Regions from separate parts of the Bombyx mori genome. Here region 2 is linked to region 1. The links are chromatin contacts, called in public Hi-C maps. All regions are on one chromosome and are shown on one strand. The core of a region is the stretch at or near the end of the contact, and the rest is flanking DNA. Distances in the headings are between cores, read along the strand shown.

Evidence for each region. Hi-C and Micro-C count contacts between places; a contact is called where the count stands out from the background.
Region 2: a Hi-C map of middle silk gland shows a contact between it and region 1, with 1.9 times the contacts expected there. The contact joins the promoter of LOC101740157 here to the enhancer-like site in region 1. A contact is called at or near these places in 2 of 7 Hi-C or Micro-C datasets (middle silk gland and whole pupa).

The regions. Positions count from the first base shown.
Region 1 is chr8:9,551,023-9,555,137 of ASM3026992v2, reverse strand. All of the region lies in intron 1 of LOC101740157, which reads left to right. Among protein-coding and RNA genes, the nearest start is that of Mir2840, 3.1 kb to the left of the region's middle. Within about 2 kb of position 2,302, at least 2 of the 8 cell types and tissues checked have open chromatin away from gene starts, as enhancers often do.
Region 2 is chr8:9,598,263-9,602,377 of ASM3026992v2, reverse strand. It overlaps LOC101740157, which reads left to right and starts at 1,951. Exons shown (of 3, transcript XM_004932097.4): 1 at 1,951-2,382. The coding sequence starts at 2,325.

The sequences.
Region 1 (4,115 bases), core at 1,053-3,552:
ATTGAAATTAAAATTTTATTTTTATATGTATTTGTCTAAAACTTTTTTTATCAAGTTGTTCTCGATTGGTTACAAATTTGAAATTAAAGAGAATGGAAATACCCTAAGAAGATTTTAGCTTCTCAAGTAATGGAACTTTATGGATATTATTAGCGCAGACAAAAATAGCTCTCAACTGAAGGTGTGTCTTGTGTATTAACACAAGAAAATATTCTTACTACTCTCGTTGCCACGGCATCTGAATTAACGCTAAAATATTAGCAAAACCGCATTTGTACATTTTAAATTGAATACTTAGCATATTATCGTTAATTCTGTACATATACATACGTCGTGAAACTTTTTGAGATCGTGGGTGAATTTTTATTTCGGTATGGTGACTTTTAAATTTTGAGAATATATTATAATCTAATAAATTAGTAAGTTATAATCGAATTGCCAAAAATAGTTTCGCTTTCAGATTGACATGCCTTGTCCATGTCAACTGATATGACATTGACCGTCTCAATGCGGCGAAATACGTTGTGGTTTTTATCAAAACTGCAAATGTATCATGCCATTGAAAAACAAAATCCTATTTAAAAAAAGATTATTGTTGGAAAATAGCTTGTGTCAAAAATTAAAATAGTATTAATTACTAAAACTTTTTTGAAAAACAACAAACATTTATTTCACAACATTAAATATCAGTCTAAAATCTCTTTTATGACAGTGATTAGATTACATTAACGCCGAAGAATAGAAACGATCAAAATTAAACAAGGATCGTATAAAACAATAACTCGACGGAATACTCTAGATCTGAGATAACGTATATATTGTTCATTGACTTCAAGAAAATCTTTCTATTAGTAACGTTTTAAATACTAGAGCAACGTACGTGACTTCTCGCACGAACGATATAAGCCTGGAATATTTGTTGGTATATTTTTAACATTTTAAGACCGTATACTTTTTTTTAATCAAAATAATACGGACTAATTAATATATCTCGCATGTCGAAAAGAAAATGTAAAATTAAAGCATCAAATTCTTTGGTTAAACTATAAATTATGTAAATTGTGTTCTAGAACTTTAAAAGTATTTGTTACAATGCTATTCAAATAAAACATGTTAGCGAAAAAGAAGCAAACTAATGTTTTTGGAAATTCTAACTAGGTTTACAATGATACATTACATACAGCACAATTAATATTGCACAAACTTCTGCGTATTCTGCTCATCGTTCTCGGGAAACAGCGGTTTTTTTTTAACAAAAAAAGATAAGCATCTCCGATACGTCAGGCTTCTTAGAGATTAACTGTTAGATACGCGGTAACCGAGATTTTCCTCACGACGATTGGCAGCAGCGATTTTACGGAAAGACCATTCGAAATTACTTGTTAATGACGTAGCTTACAAAGTACATAAATTGTAGATTAAGACGTTGATTTAGGTTGTCCTTAAGCACTTTACTGGTGGTAGGACCTATTGTGAGTCCACGCGGATGGGTACCACCACCCTGCCTATTTCTGCCGTGAAGCAGTAATGCGTTTCGGTTTGAAGGGTGGGGCAGCCGTTGTAACTATACTGAGACCTTAGAACTTATATCTCGAGGTGGTTGGCGCATTAACGTTGTAGATGTCTATGGGCTCCAGTAACCACTTAACCACCCATCTAAGCAATAAATAAAAAACTTATTGCAAAGAAGTAACAACTGAGTTGCTGATAAAATTATTGCGATCTTGAATAATATTGATAGCTAAAGAAAACATGACTATAGTTAAAATGTCTTTGTTGAAAATAATTTCTAGTATTCCAACAGAGTCGTGAGTTTCGCGTCTCGCATACGTCACCTCGACAATACCGCCTGCCGTCAAACATATGGCGTTATATTAGTGCTGGCACGCCACACACCTCCATACATACGTAGACTGTACGCTGCAACAGACGTTCGTTCGTTATTATTTTCCTCATTATCAATGCAACTGATAACAAACAGTATTTAAGTTGTTGCCTGACGTCACAGTTCGAAGAGTAGTCGAGCTACCGAGTTGAAGTTTCGTGATTAACTTGGATAAGTTTTGAGTGTTTTTTTTTTCTGGTGCCGTGATATTTGAAATCGGACCGGTGTAAATTATTCTTGTCAAGGAGTAGAAAAACAGGTTAGTTGTGAATCGATATTTTTTAACATCCGTATTGAGTGGCACATGATAAAATTTATTGATTATAAAAGAATATTATGACACACCTTAAGATCGAAGCCAGTTTTGTCCGGTTTCGGTGCAAAAAGTTTAAGGAAGGTGCATACATGGGTGAATCATTAACGATTACAACGGTGCCTAAAACCCACTGTCAAATGAATTTATTGAAATGACGACGACCACAGAATATTGTTCGCAAAAGAGGGCTCCTCTATCTGTATTTAGTTTTAAAAATAAAAATCAGTCACCACTTCTGATAATTGCATCTAAGCTTCATATATTGCGTGACCATAATAAAGATATAATAAAGAACACCAAAAACATTATTTAATTTTATCAAGGTTACCAATTTTGTGGATTTTAAAGCATCCGTTTTATTTCTTTGATAACGAATAGCTACCGGTGTGACACAGCTCTCTTCAAAAGGAAGATTAACCCTTTTAAGAAAAACAATACGACATAAGAACAAAGTATTCAAACAAGACAGTCGCTTCACAATAGATACATTTTAATTGTTCGAAACTTATGCAATAGTTCAATTCTGAAGGACTAATACACACATGATAAAGCACGAAATAGTAGTTGATCCATTAAAATACTCAAATAATAGTTATTGTAAACAACATTGTTGATAAACTGCAGAAAACATGTGCACCTTATTCAATTTATAAATACTGATTCGTTTTTTTTTTCTGTATAATAATAACTTTGACTTGAACAATGCAACTTTTAAATGAATAGACTCCAGAAGATGCCCCCTGTAATTTATAAATTTCTTAAGTAAATATTTTCTAAATTCGTCAAAATTCATGTAAAATCTTATTAAGCTTGCATTACAAAAATGTAACAATTCCCATTTGTGTTGGCAAACAATCGTAGTTTTGAATTTTCAATGAAAAATAAAACTCCGAAATAAATCATAAGTTATTGGATGTTATAATAGTTTCGGAATAATGTAATACAAGATTTGGTTATTCAATAGTTTTTTTTTATCAGCATGGTCAGATATATCGGATAATACGTGATGCCCCAGCCTACCTTGAATCATGAGGTCAAAGTCTTTTTATTTTAATAACTCTTGAAACCACAATATAAGATATCGCACTAATTTACAATAATTATCTTGTTCCTAAGAATTTTAAAAATTGTTTTGCTTCGTAAATGCAGCTTTGTCTATGCCTGATGAATAAATTAATGCTTTGCGGCCAAAATAAGCGGTATTGTTGTACCAACTCTCGTTTATTCACAACCTACATTCACGGTATTTGGTTTTTTTTATGATTTAAGGATTACTGGTGGCCAGTTTCACCAGGACAGGAAAGGCTCAGCCAAAAGCCAGGACGCTGTATTTAGGTTCTAGTCGAACTATCCACAGAAATCTTGAACAAATCTTGAAGTTATATTAAATAAATATTTGCCATACGTTTCGCTTTATCCCCCTTAGTAGATAAACATTTTACTTTATAGATTATTTGATAAGCATGAAATAAAGAATGTTCCAGAATTCTGCAATTAAATAAATATTTGTCATACATTTCGTTTTATCCCCTTAGTAGATAAGCGTTTTACTTTATAGATTATTTGATAAACATGAAAATAAGGAAAGTTCCAGAGTTCTGCAGGCAATCGATATAATTTTATTAATGATATTTTTTTATGATTTTATGATTATATGAGTATGTGCATTTTTTTTTCATGCTCTATAAGTTATTATATGATATCAAGGCATAATTAGATTGTTTTGATTTTTTTTTTTATTAGGTTCACACAACTAGATGAAAACTGCACACATAAACATTGAACTTATTTACATAAAATAATACATTATAGAATTCACCCTTTTGGGTGTGAACACATCTTGCTTAAGAGCGTTTGTGCTTAAGATAAAAATATCGTTAACTAATATTAAATTAAGACAAAGAAAACAAAAAA
Region 2 (4,115 bases), core at 702-3,201, 48 kb before region 1:
ATGAAACGATAAATATCTATCTACGCAGAAAATTTGGAAGCGTCGCAATTTGGTAGAGCATAAATTGAATATTATGTGATTGAAATAAATATTTAAGAAGCGCCTTGCTCGTTTTTCTTTGAACATTTCTACTCATTGAGTTTCACACAATAAATACTATGTACACGTAATCTATTTATTTACCCAATACGTTTTTTATTTATTACAAATAACCCAATGCTTATACATTACAATTAAATACTTACAAATAAGTTATAACGCCATAACTAAGCCAGTAAAGACAAGCTATTTATTGGATCGACAAATTTTAAGTACCATACGCTTAGGTATTGTAAACTGTAAATTTTACAACGGAAATTATCTAAATAGCTACAATTCTGTTAAAGCTGATAAGGGGTTACTAACGTAGACCACGGCAACTGTAATCGAAGGTAATCTAAGTTCTACGACCCATAGTACATTATGAAGACATGAATATTTTGCAATCAACAACAAAGAAAATAAATATTTTCCATCGTTTATCGTACGTCCTTTTATATAACATTGCAAACACATTTATCGGGTAGATTGATGTAGAAGATACCTACATGCCATAGAAGGTTGTGTAATTAAGGCTTATTTTTTATACTATTTTTAATTCATATTTTTCAATAAAATTTATAGGACATGTACTGGAAATTTTTCACTTTTATACATAAACAGGAACTTTATCAATGTACCTAATTTTGAAGTCATCCTTGCCTAAAAGATAGGACGATTGGTGTACTCGTATCGAGATATCGATCTCATGTCGACGTCGTGTCATAGATGTGTGAGAGTATTCACATTGTCTTACTGGTGGTAGGACCTCTTGAGAGTCCATACCGTACCGTACCGTACCTATGTACGTGGCGTACCCTAGGCCTACCCTGCCTATTTCTGCCGCGAAGCAGTAATGCGTTTCGGTTTGAAGGGTGGGGCAGCCGTTGTAACTACACTTGAGACCTTAGAACTTATATCTCAAGGTGGGTGGCGCATTTACATTGTAGAGTCTATGGGCTCCAGTAACCACTTAACACCAGGTGGGCTGTGAGCTCGTCCACCCAACTAAGCAATAAAAAAAAAGTGATATCTATGAACTTCCTGTAAGCTCTAAACACCAGGTAACCAGTGAGCTTGTTCATCCTCCTCATATATCTATAAATCGCTTTATGTATAAAATACATTACTCCTACATTATATACATCACATATTACTCCTCAGACATGATTCCTATCTACTTAAAGGTTTTCCGCGTCTTAGGAACATTAGTCAATATTAAGAGGCTGTGAAATACTGTGAAACCTTGTGACAAGAACAAAGGAGTTGTTTTTATTTTGTATCTCAATTTAGAGATATAAATATCGATAAAAATACATACATGCGATCATGTATAATGATGATCGATCGCAGATCATAACAACGTATTTGCACGCGCGTCTTCTCTGCGCACACGCAACGACTGATAGCTCACTTTACCCTTGATTATGTCAACATTAGGTTACACAGAATAAAAATGCAATGGAGTATCTTGATGCGATTATTTTTATTTATTTTTATTTTTTATTAATAGTCATTTTGATCGATTGAATTAACATTGTAATATGAATTTATTCATTCGGATGCTGTTCTAAAAGGTTAATGCTTACTCTTAAAATGAGATAGATTTAAATCTGTTTATCTATTTTACTGGTAATAACAGGTGGACCGTGGGTTTATATCTATCAATTAAATAAAATATGTTTATTACCGTGGGCTCAGAATCATTTACTGAAAATAAAAGACGGAAAATAAGATTTTTTTCCATTGCTTGAACCTTATACAAATGTTCAAGCTTATTATGTTTCGTAAAGGTATTCTGTCAGGAAGCGTTGAACAGCAAATTGTTGCCACATATTATTATATATTTTTAAGTTATTTTATCTTATCTCTATTACCTCCTCTGTTCGTGTTTCAAACGCTACCTATAATTTCGGTTAGCGCACGGTTCATATCATTCTTAGAGCGGTAACGACACAAACTACATCCGTTAGCTTTCTCCGATTACGAAAGCGCAATTCTTTAACAATTTGCAGCAGAGATGTAGCCGCTTTGCCTTATATACCGACTCGGGCGGTAAATTTTATCGATGGTTCAATTTTTTATATCTTTATCCTATGTAACTTTTTAGTGATCGTAGATTTTTGTTTTTATTATATTATATAAAAAAAATTCTGTTGTATTTAGATGTAGAAAGTATTATTCAATTATTAGAGGAGTACGCTTGAGATTTGCACAAATTCAGCATAGTAAGCTAATTTTGAAGAATGGGTCACCTCTTGAGAAGTGCCTTCGTGCTCGGCGTAGGAGGAAAAGATGACGAAGGTAAGAATAAACGTTATATTCAAATTGCAAAATTTACATTATAATAGGTTACGTTGTCATAAATTGTATTAATTTTCCCATTATTTGACATCTGAACGATTTTGATTCGAAGCTTAAAGTATTAATTAGCACAAGAGACAGTTAATAAGATGATTTGTGCGTAAAACGTTATGTTTTAAGAATATATTATTACTACTAACATTCAACAAAACCTGTGTTGCTTGAAGCGATCGTGATAAAATCATTATAATTTATTAACATGTGTGCTAAATGATCCGTAGTGCAGTACAAACTATGGATCTAAAAAATAAAAAAACCCGAAATGGAGCCTGGATGTGGTTTGCTTTCAATACATTGATTTGAAGCCAATTTAAAAAATAGGTTGCATGCAACTGAATAAATAGTACCAATTTCTATTATATACCGTAGGTTTTTACTACTTATCGAAACGTAAACGAATCCGAAAATTTATAGGTAAAACGTTTTTTTTTTTTTGTATCGCAAATAAATTTTTGTGACGTTTTCCATTAACGTTGTCAACGAGTCTTCAAGAGCTTATTAGGTACTGGTCTGAGCACATATTATTATGATATTAATATCGATACGAATGACCAGTAAAAAAAAAAAAACGATCCACATTAGTTAAACTCGAGCTAAGGTTTTCTTTTATGTTCGGGTTACCAGAATAACAAATATCAAGTATCAAGTACAAATCCCTGCATACCGAATACCTTAAACAAAGAGATACGCATTATTATAGTTTTAAAAAAATATCGATTTTTTGGATTAGATTTTGGAAAAATAGAACCCCAAACACGTGATAACAGGATTTAGTGTCACTAACCATCAGGCGAAATGAGACGTTTCTAGTAATCTTTTATTCCTTTTCTTAAAGTTCATTGTCAGGTACCACAAGATTCTTAATAACACGTTAAATAATCTATTTTCTAGAAAAAATAGGGATTTAATCATAATGTAATGAATTTATTTAATTGAAAAGTTTTTGGTAATTAAACTATCACATTAATATTCGTGTTCGTTATGTAATACACATTTAAAGGTACGTTGACTAAATGAACTTGCCCCTAAAACCTACGCTAAAACTCCATAAATGTGAAAGTTTGTATGTGTGTAGGTTGTTTGTTACCCAATCACGTAAAAACAGATTTGAACGAAATTTCTCACAAAGATAATTTATAAAATATATTAATTACTCGTGGGTCTTGGAGGGGCATGCATGCGGGCGGAGCGGTAGAGACTTCGCCAGGCAACCACGAAGTTTTTCCAAAAAGCTGTCAGTCGATATCGAACACCAATTAAATATATTTTACATCGTTATACTTTATAAATTATACACCTTAAACTGGGATAGTTTTAATAATTCGTTATAGGATACTTTTTATGGTCGTAAATAAGATGTCGCAACGTCGGGTATATCTACTATATTAAATATGTTTTCCCTGGTTCGTGGTTTTTTCTACGAATGTCTCTACAAATCGGCTGTTAGTTTCCGGATCAGACACTAACTAAACTCTCTGACACAACGCTAACGCAGCACTTTATCCCGGGAAAATGCAACGTGTTCCATTGTTTCTAGATTTAAAAAAAGGTGAAACTGCGTTAAGGGGAAGTTGTTCGTGAGTAGGCGGTACTAATAATGTATTTACATTGAAAAATCTGTATCTGCGTTTTTGATTGTAATACCAACGTTATACTTTAGGCCAAGGACGACA